3 separate regions of the Zea mays genome follow, and all the other regions are linked to region 2. A link is a contact called in public Hi-C data. All regions are on one chromosome and are shown on one strand. Each heading gives the region's core, a stretch centred on a gene start, on an enhancer-like site or on the middle of the called end of the contact. The rest is flanking DNA. Distances are from core to core; before and after follow the strand shown. Region 1 holds the start of LOC103653446. Region 2 holds the start of LOC100281617. Region 3 holds the start of AMADH1A (Aminoaldehyde dehydrogenase 1a).

What was found. A called contact is a pair of places that touch in the nucleus more often than the background predicts.
Region 1: a contact with region 2 is called in a Hi-C map of ear, with 2.2 times the contacts expected there. The contact joins the promoter of LOC103653446 here to the promoter of LOC100281617 in region 2. A contact is called at or near these places in 2 of 25 Hi-C or Micro-C datasets (ear and tassel).
Region 3: a Hi-C map of leaf shows a contact between it and region 2, with 8 times the contacts expected there. The contact joins the promoter of AMADH1A here to the promoter of LOC100281617 in region 2. A contact is called at or near these places in 8 of 25 Hi-C or Micro-C datasets (bundle sheath, ear, endosperm and 3 more) and 2 of 3 datasets of contacts at active chromatin or transcription factors (leaf and seedling).

The regions. Positions count from the first base shown.
Region 1 is chr4:82,612,911-82,616,076 of Zm-B73-REFERENCE-NAM-5.0, reverse strand. It overlaps LOC103653446, which reads right to left and starts at 1,760. Exons shown (of 2, transcript XM_008680350.3): 1 at 1,414-1,760. The coding sequence starts at 1,586. LOC100277780 reads left to right here and starts at 1,971. Exons shown (of 6, transcript NM_001349957.1): 1 at 1,971-2,213; 2 at 2,323-2,417; 3 at 2,578-2,695; 4 at 2,807-2,823; 5 at 2,917-2,979. The coding sequence starts at 2,042. LOC103653445 (a long non-coding RNA gene) reads left to right here. Exons shown (of 5, transcript XR_002269122.3): 4 at 59-143; 5 at 389-898.
Region 2 is chr4:82,174,272-82,177,686 of Zm-B73-REFERENCE-NAM-5.0, reverse strand. It overlaps LOC100281617, which reads left to right and starts at 1,575. Exons shown (of 10, transcript NM_001154536.1): 1 at 1,575-1,987; 2 at 2,070-2,189; 3 at 2,734-3,168. The coding sequence starts at 1,763.
Region 3 is chr4:82,464,608-82,468,199 of Zm-B73-REFERENCE-NAM-5.0, reverse strand. It overlaps AMADH1A (Aminoaldehyde dehydrogenase 1a), which reads right to left and starts at 2,061. Exons shown (of 15, transcript NM_001164335.1): 1 at 1,932-2,061; 2 at 1,688-1,830; 3 at 751-831; 4 at 525-673. The coding sequence starts at 2,046.

The DNA of each region.
Region 1 (3,166 bases), core at 511-3,010, 440 kb before region 2:
ATTTTTCCTGGGTATCCTGTTAGCAGTGTGAGTGCGCTAATAATTCATACAATTTCAGTGGAGTTACTGGAGAGGGCCTAGGTGTTATGGTTCAGCCATCAGCAGTTTCTTCAGGTTCAACTCCTGATGTTGCTGATGCACAGGTATAATTTCTTAACTATTATTTTGGGTGAAATCTATAAATGAACTCAAGTTTTGTGCCAATTCTTTGTGATTTTTGGCTAAAAATGGTTAGCCATTTTATATGTGCACATAGTTAGTTTATGGTGATTGCTGACGTGAATTATTTATTGTGCACTAAAGTTATGAACCATATGGTTCAATATATGAGATATGAACCTCTGAGTTGCTCAATTTAGTCACTGAAGTGCATTTCTAATAACCACAGGCCCCACCTGCTGACAAGGACGACGATGATGATGTTAACTCAGCCTATCATAGTGATAAAAAAACAATGTGTTCAACTGAAAAGTTACCAGTGCTAATCAACTGGAACCAACATCATCGATGTCAGCATCTGTGGCTGATTTGTGTCATTGCTCCAGTGGATGGCGCGGCTTCTTGCTGTTCTTTTGGACAAACATCTACCTTTTGGAACTGTTAATGGTGATGCTCTTTCTAATTATGTTCAGTTCACCTGGTGATCGGATGATGCAGAACTCTCGCCCCGTTTAAAAGTTTGAGTTTCTATGGGAAGCGTGGTTAGCTGTAACCCGCTAGGGTGTGTTTTTCCCCCATGTAATAGGTTCTGACTTAGCTAGCATTGGTCATGGTTGGTTGGGCATATTTTCCTTTTCAGGATGGTTTTCTGATTAGGAGTAGTTTCGCCGGCCTTCTTCGATTGACAGTCTTCTAAGTCGTAGTTCTCGTGTTGGTAATATATGAAACTCGTTGCCTATTTCTTAATGAAATGGGAGGAAACCCTTTCTGTTAAAAAAAATGAACCTCTGAGTTGCTCAGTTTAGTCACTGAAGTGCATTTCTAATAACCGCAGGCCCCACCTGCTGACAAGGACGACAACGATGATGTTAACTCAGCCTATCAAAGTGATAAAAAACAATGTGTTCAGCTGAAAAGTTACCAGTGCTAATCAACTGGCACCACCAACATCGATGTTCGGATTAGTAGTGTGCTATACTCTGCCGTAGAAAACAAAAACTGAATCACTGCAACTCAATGGCTGGAATACTGCCATTGATGCCGTGGTTAATCCAAAATAGTACTATGAGTCTTAATAAAAGCACACAGTGATATATGCATGAACTAACTAGCATTAGGGTTGTGGAGCTATAGATTTAATTTGTGAATTTTGGCTGGACAAACAAATGGAGTTGGATCATGGGATTTGGTTTGTCCGATAGGGATGTACATGAACCAACCAACTCGATTGACTGCTGAACCTGGATTGCGTACCTGTAACCAGACATCCAAGAGGGATCCCCGCTGCTGACCATTGCCTCATCTTGACATACATGTTGTGTGGATGTTTGTGGGGGTGGTGCAGGTCGGACTCCTCCAATAGTTATGACAGCATCAGCATGCAACGAAGACCTGCGGCCTCTCACCGATGACTGCATAGGATCCATCAGCTGTCTTGATTGCCGGCGGCGGCGGCGGAGGTAGCTCTAGGTTTGGGCAAACGGAATTTTATGTGACTATTCGGTTGGTGCGAAACAGACGCTATACTCTCTCGGTCCCTCCCACCTCCGTCTTCTTTATACCTCTTTTTTTCTTCCATTCACATTCTATATTTATAGATTAATTATTAAATATATATATATATATCTTTATTCTAAAACAAATTACTCCTATATTTTAGAAAATCGATTATATTTTAAAATAGGACCTAATTTAAGATCTCTTCGCTGCACGGTTTATCCACTGTCACCGTGTCACGGCCGCGACATGTGCGGTGGCGCAGACCCGTTACTCTACCCGGTAAATATCTCCTGCGGCATTTTTGACTCCATATCCGCGCGGCGCCTATCTGGCATCGGTGAAGAGCGGGCGCTAGAGCAGAGTGAGCGTGCGGTTCTTGGTCATGGAGCGCGGTGCCGTCGTCCTTCCGCTCCAGGGCGCCGGGGTTGGGCGCGTCCTCCTCCCCGTGCAAGTGCGGGTACGGTCGTTCTTGAGGAGCAGGAGGGCGACGGAGCGGCGGCGCCGGCTCGCGAGTTCCGCGGCGCCGGCGAGGTGCAGCAAGATGTACGTTCCCGGTAGGTAGCCGTTCGCCTCTCGACCGACTCTCCATCTGCATCCACTCTAGCGACTGCACTACATAGTCGCCCCGCGCTTACTATGGCTGTGCGGCTGGTGACGATTCAGGCTTTGGGGAGGGTTCACCGGAGCGGAAGGCGGCGATCAACCTCCAGCACTTCTTTAACTACATCGCTGTCAGCATTGTCCTAGCACAGCTTGAGGTTGGCCTTGTCGCCTTCTGGACGAGACTGGCTGTTCCTTTTTGTTCAACAGCACTTCGATAGTTCGATATCCTGAGTGATCGCCAAAGGGACTCGAAACGGTTATCAGATTTTGATTCCTTTTTTTATTCTTTTGTTTGGATCATCGATAAAAAAAAAGAGTTACAATAGGGAAGCGTACTTGGAGCTGAAGGAGTTCATCAGCCGCACCTCCCTGAACGACGCCGAGATTTTCTGCGAAAAGCTCATGCGCGAGTCTCCAAGGCTCAAGGGACTAGGCAAGTCTAGTTCTTTTTTAACCACACACTGTTTTACTTTCTTGATCCTTTGATGAAACAGTGTATGAAATTACTGAGGCATGTGTGGTTTCGTCTCTTGGAAACAAACAGCCTTGAGGATTCTGGAGGTGCGTACTGATCATATTCTAATTAAACTTAGTTTTCACAATATGTGTTCGAAAGGGATTCTCACTTTGTCAGATGAATTGATGCGACTGCAGGTCCGATCTGCATATGTGAAGAACGAGTTCGAGTGGGACAATTTGAAGGAATTATCCTTCAAGGTACGTTGAATTTTTATTAATCTTCTGCTCCATCTACTATATGGGTCTATTACTTGCTAATAATAAATTTCGACAGACTAAACTTCTTAAAGTGTCTCAGTTATGACCCGTAGTATTCCATAAATTTTTTGCTCAGTAAAATTGTGTCAAATATTACCACCAAAAGATAGATCGTAGTCAGTAAGAA
Region 2 (3,415 bases), core at 326-2,825:
CTCGGGGGAAGTGAAGAGCAACAAACCATAAGGTTTGCTACACTAAAGCCTAGAGTGATGAAGTTACTTAAGATGGCATCAAAGTCTCGCGGAGCTTTTACCTATTTTCAGGAATTCTTAGATGGGGCTGAGCAACAAATGGAATCGATGGATATTGATCATGAAACACAGACATGTGAAGATCTCGCTTGCACAACAGATCTTTCAAAAATGATATTTGATCCACCGATGTCACAATGCAAGGGGAAGAGAAAGCAACCACAAAGATTTAAACCACCTTCAGAGCCACGTTCAAATGCGAAGAAACCACGAACATGTGGCATTTGTGGCAGCAAGAAAGGAGGCCATAATGCTAGAACATGCCCAGAAAGGGTAATTATTTAATTTATAATTATTTTTCCTATTTTGGGTTACTTACTACTTGTTTTTAATTTGTAGCTGAAGAATGTAAAAGGCAAGACTAACAGAGAAGAGGACAATGCACAATATTTATCAGAAGAGGCCAGTGTAGATTTTGATGATGATGATACTGAAGATGTCAGTCTGTCGAACTAATGGTTCAATGTTTTAGGAGATGCTCATGTAATTTTTTTATTCAGATTGCTGCAAAATATCGGTTATGTGTTCTGAAGATGCTTCACTATATTGATACTAATGGTATTCTCCAGTTCTAAAGATATTCATATATATTTTTTTGATTCAGACTATTGCCTTTTGTTTATTATTTCAGTGTCTTGTTCTTAATTGAGAGCTGCTGGCTGTACGAGAGGACAAAATATGCCTTCTCTGTAGGAGACGACATAGCCCTCATAAATAAAACTTGTGAACCCGAGTGCAATTGCAAATACAGTTGTATGATACGCTGCCTCTGTACTATGGCAAACCTCTAGCCTTTTACATTTTTGCAAATAAAGAAGGATGTCTGCATGATAAAGAAGGAAACGCTTGTCTGTACCATGGATGGAAACAGCGATAGCGAGCTCCGCAGATGAAAAGCGCAGCCAGACGGAGATTTGGTTGGGAACGAGACGTTTTACTTGTTAACGGAGTTGTGTCCCATGCTAACGCCTGCAAAGGACGAAGATCATGGGCCCCGCGCAATCTGCGGCAGCGGCGGGAGGCTAATCCACATCCAGCCATCGACTCCTCCATCGTGCGGCTGTGGCCGTTTATAGCACAACAAACCAGTGCTATGCGTAGCAAACTAGCAATTCTCTATATATATATAACATATTCAATAATTGTTATGTAAATGATATATATATAGTTTTATTTTGCTAAAACGTGATAGATCATTTAACTTGTGACGTGGCTGTTTAATAAATCGAACTGGTTTATTAACTAATCGAGCTATAATAACAGGTAAGGTCGAGAAAAATTCAAACGACCCGATTCATTCAAGTCGAGGAGAGCATTTTGTACTGCCCTACCCCTACCGTCGTTCCCACGCATCGTGCTGTGTGCCGCCTGCTCCCATGCTCTGCCAACACCACATCCGGTTATGATAAATTGATACAGATCCATGATAATAATAGCTTTTGCCCATGTCTGGTGGTGACGTCGTGTGCCCCAGCGCGGCGTCTAGTCATCAGATCATTATCCGCACCGACTTGCGTGCACGAGCTTCGCGGCGAGGGCAGCACCGGGGCTGGGAATGGGAAGACACTGCAGCCCAGCTCCAGCAGCACTACAGCAGTAGCGCCACCGAACCTGAAAACTCCGACCCCCCACGAAATCGCGGAACCTACCCACGAGCCGAGCCATGCTCAGCCGACTCGCCGCGGCGAGGCGACAGCTACTGCTATCCCCGGCCGTCGCGTACCGCTCCTCCTCGGCAGCGGCGACGGCGTCGGCGGTCCACGAGAGAGCAGCGCCCGCCTCGGCCTCCGTGCTCCCGGACACCCTCGAAAGGGGCTCCGACGCGTACCAGCGCAACACGGCCGCCGTCGGCGGGTTGCTCTCCGACCTGCGCGCCCGCGTCTCCCAGGTGCCGGTGCTGGCCCCACACTTCCTCGAGCGTGCTCTGTGTCCCCTGATTGAAGACTGGGAGTGTGCCCTCTCTTGTGCAGGTGCTGCGCGGGGGAGGCGCCGAGGCGGTGAGGCGGAACGCGGCGCGGGGGAAGCTGCTCCCGCGGGACCGCATCGACCGACTGCTCGACCCCGGCGCGTCCTTCCTCGAGCTCTCGCAGGTTTCGCTCGCCGCTCCCGCTCGGACCCTCGTCTTCCTTGCGTTGATCTGGCCGCATTGTGAAGTGAACTCTATTGCCTGTATGATTGGCCTAGCCCGTAATGCTATGAATTGGGGATCAGGGGAGAGCAAGAGGCTTAAATTTCTTCATATTGTTTGTATCGGCTGCTATTCACTCCTTTTCAGCAAACAATTGCAATCTAGGGTAGCATAGCAATGCTCCTCCACGATGCATGGTATATCGCCCTTTTTGTGACTCCAAAGCCCAAACTGTGCTATTGTGGCACCACAACCCTGTCCAGTCCTCAACTCCTCATGAATACTGTATCGGCCTCAAAATAGATATACTAGGCCCGCATGTCAATAGTTGGTGCTTGGACTTGGACATGAGCTACTGAGACGCCCAGTGTCTTCCAAGTTCTACCAGTGGGGGGCCAGGGGGGTAATGTCAGTATCTAAGAGCATGGCCTAGAATATAAACTTGTTTTCGTTACTGTACTTCTTGTTCTAGACTGCAACCGCTGATGTTAAGTTCTTATGTACAGCTTGCAGGCTCAGATGTTTATGATGAAGCATTACCATCAGCAGGTATAATAACTGGCATAGGACCTGTTCATGGACGGTTATGTATGTTTGTGGCCAATGACCCAACCACTAAGGGTGGCACATACTATCCTCTTACTGTCAAGAAGCATCTGCGAGCACAGGAAATAGCTTCGGAGTGCAAACTGCCTTGCATATATCTCGTTGACAGCGGAGGTGCTAATCTCCCCAGGCAGGCTGACGTTTTCCCTGACCGTGATAATTTTGGCCGGATATTCTACAATCAAGCTAAGATGTCTTCAGATGGTATCCCTCAGATTGCAGTAGTCTTGGGTTCTTGCACTGCTGGTGGGGCATATATTCCTGCAATGGCGGATGAGAGTGTAATAGTTAAGGGAAATGGGACTATATTTCTAGCGGGTCCACCACTTGTAAAGGTCAGAATATTCTGGAACCATTTTGTTTATTTTCTAAATGATAAAATTTTGGTGTCTAAATCTCTAATATATTAAAGCACCGGTCGTCCCGCGTCAATATTGTTTAAAAAAACCCCTACATTTCTTTAGAATCAACCCGCACTCGTATAATCTCTTCTCTACTACTATAATAGTCTCTACTGTATTAAATCACCAGTTTCAACGGTCGTCTCGCGTCAATATTTTTTTAAAAAACCCATACATTTTT
Region 3 (3,592 bases), core at 812-3,311, 290 kb before region 2:
ATCAGAATAAGTAAAACAAGAACATATGAAGAAAACATAAATATAAGTAAATAAGTTACTTAGTCAACAGCATCTTATATATAGACATAATAGTCTGAAATGGCCCGCACAACAATTATGTGAACAAAGATAGTAACACAATAGTGAGTTTCTAGAAAAGAAGCGTACACTTATACTAGGACAAAGCTCACTGTCATATCAACATAGAAAGAATACTTGATATTGGCCAAACATTGACACAAGCAAAAAAAATTGACATTAACTTGGATATATAGGTGAGATTCAACACTGGATAGGAAGTACAAATCTGAATACTGGAAATATTTCAGAATGGTGATGAGGAAAGTTATCGAAATTAGGTTTAAAAGACTGTGTGTGGTTAGAGAATATGCAGTTTATTCGCTATACATTTATACAACCCTGAGATCTATGAGAAATGAAGTTGTATTACTGAATAAGGCACTCGCCTGTGAGTTTTGGTCATAAATACAAGTAACAGCTAAGTGAGGGGGAAATGAAAATACCAAGGAGTTATCAGCCCAACTACCCCAATAGGCTCTCTTCGGAGATGACATTTAAAAGTTTCCATTGGAAGAGAAACTGGGGAATTTTGCCTTTTATCCAAGGCTTCTGCCTGATCCGCAAAGTACTCAAAGCACCCAGCAACATCATCCTGATAAATGGAATACCAAACAGATTGTAATTGCAAGCTAGTGAAAATAAATTGCACTTCCATAAGGTGTCACATACCATGTCCCATGCTGCTTCATCATAAGGCTTCCCACAATCAAGTGCCTCTAGCTTAGCCAGCTCAGGTTTCCTCTCAATCACCTGAATAAGAAGACATTCTTATACACAAAATGTGACATATGTGAATATATTTGAACAAAACTTTGATGGCCCAGCCAAATGTTACAAGACTTTCTCAATTGAAGTTTAAAGAGAAAGATCTTTTGAGGTGTTTTGAAATTGGAGTTGATAATAAAGCTAACACACCCTGTATTGATGGGAAGTGCAATAGTTTGTTCACACCAAAAGCAGAACATAAGGATTTCCCCTGAATAGATTGGTTTACAATTGGAGGAGTTTAATTTGTACTTTCTGTGCCTCTGCTCATGTAACGCAGAAACAGTAATGGAGTGTACGGAAACCAACGTATATTTCACAAGTACGGGCCTGTTTGGGAACAAAGTTTTTGGAAACCACGGTTTTTGAAATACTACGGTATATTTTAGTCATGACAATACCACAGTTTAAAATACTACAGTTTTAGAATACCACAGTATTGAATACATAGAGGTGTTTGGAAGCAAAGTATTTTTTTGCACGTGGGAGAGATGTGCACGCTGCGTTTTACAGAGAAAACTGAGGTATAAACATAAGTTTAGAATACTTCAAAAGAGCTGCAGTATTTGTAATACTTTAGTTTTGAAAACAGAGATTTTAGCTGGCTTGCCAAACACCTTTTTAGTATATAATACTATAGTTTTTGAGAATACTGCAGTATTCTTCTAAAACTTTGAAAAAACTTCACTCCCAAACACCCCCTACTTAGTTGTCACACATTCAATCCACTCTGAATAACTTACTAGCTTAGGGGCTAGTAGGTACCAACCATTGGAAGCAGAGGCACAGCACAGGAGTGGTTTCTGGCCCAATTAGGCTAGAGCAAAGAGGACCAGCGTACCTTGGCGGCGATAGCGCGGAGGTACTTGGCCCGGACGGCCCCCGGGGCGCGCGCCCAGTCGCGGCCACGGTTCCTCTTGAGCGCCGCCCGCGCCGCCGCCACCGCGGCGTCCACGTCCTCCGCTGTGCCCGCAGGGATCTCGCCTGCGCGCGCACGCGAAACCCAGCGCATCAGCGCCAGGCCAAGTAAAAAGCTAGTAGAGTATAATAATAGAAGGCGACAGTGATCGGGGGAGCTTACTCACCGATGTGAGCCTCGGTGGTGGGGTTGACGACGGGGAGGCGGCGGCCCTGCGCGGGCGGGCGCCACTCGCCGTCGACGAAGAGCTGCCGCAGCGGGACCATCGCTGGCGAGGCCATCCGTGAGGACTCTGGCGATACGGATACCGCGACGGTGCGTGTCTGCGAGATTGCGGCCTGCGAGGAGAGTCGGCAACTAGACAGTGGCCTCAGTTGGTGGGATCGAGCGATCGGCACGCTACGGCCCTGGCGCTCTGTGCAGGTGGAAAGCGAGGACGTCTCCTGCTGTTGCGGACGCTAGTGCGGTGCGGCAGGCGGTTCAGCACGTGGCGGTTTTTGCTGGCACGTCCGTTTCAGATGCGTACCTTTTTCTGCACTAACGCTATCGTTACAAAACATGTTATATAATGTTGTGACCAATACAATGTTGTCTTTTTCTGACTAACGCTATTTACCCCTTCACTTTATATATATACTGGTGGTTGGCGCACGCCAGAGCGCGCACAATTTTTTATTGTAGGATACTTTTATATGAAGAAGGAATATAACTAAACTTGAATTATAACAATATACAATTAGTAATCTTCATGGTAAAGAAAGTTTAAAAACAATAATCGGATCATTGGCAAATATGTGAAAAAAGGATATTAGTTGAACATGTCTGCAACCACATATGCCTTTACCAGCATAATACCTGTTTTTCAACATTTTTCATGTTTTTTTGCACCACGAGGTTCGGACATATATATACACATGCAAAAAAAACTCGACGGCTGCAATGAAGGTTCTAGGAGCATAATAGAAACCATACACAAGATAATAGTGAACATTGTAGAAAAGACAACAGTTATGTGTTACAATGAGTTGTTCACAATTTGAGTTTAATGAGTTGTTCAAAACTTGAGTTTAAAGTACAGTCAACAAAATCACCACATGTCATATCTAGGTGCAGGCATTGAATCATTGATCTCACTGTTCCTACACAGTTGAACACTTTTTTTGAGCTTCTAAATATCGAAGAAAGAAGCTATAAAATGCATTGTTAAATTTATATATTATAATAAAGGAGGTAAACTATGTACTGACTGCAATTGGAGGAATGACATATAGGGCATCGAAGTACTTATAGGATTTAGTGTTCAAGGAAGGAGCCTGTAATACTAACCTCTTTTTTTTACATCAAAACAATGCTGCAGCGACTAAAGTTGGTTATTTTACCTTGGTATGATGTTTTAATCCCTTTTTAAAAGTGAACTAAAATGTTATATATTTTTTAAAAAGGTATCTAATAGTTGCCTCACTGATAAATTCATTTCTGAAAGTAAACCAGCTAACCTTTTCTAATACGAAAACATCCTTTCAATGATTTCATGGTTCACAGTTCAATTTGTATATAGTGCAATATGTGTTCATATAGGTAACAAAACACCCTTTTTAATGGCCATTTTAATAAATAAATTCAGGTAATGTAACAAACTGCCGCTGTATTAACATATTCTTGCTTATGTAGGATAGATTAGAGGTGTATGGCAATCAAATGCTACATTGTGGCCATTCTTAATTGGGATAGACAATAAAACTAATTGCTATATATATATTGTATCCATACATATCCATATGGTAAAAAAACTAGATGCTTGAGGGAATGTCGTAAAGTCATGCTATA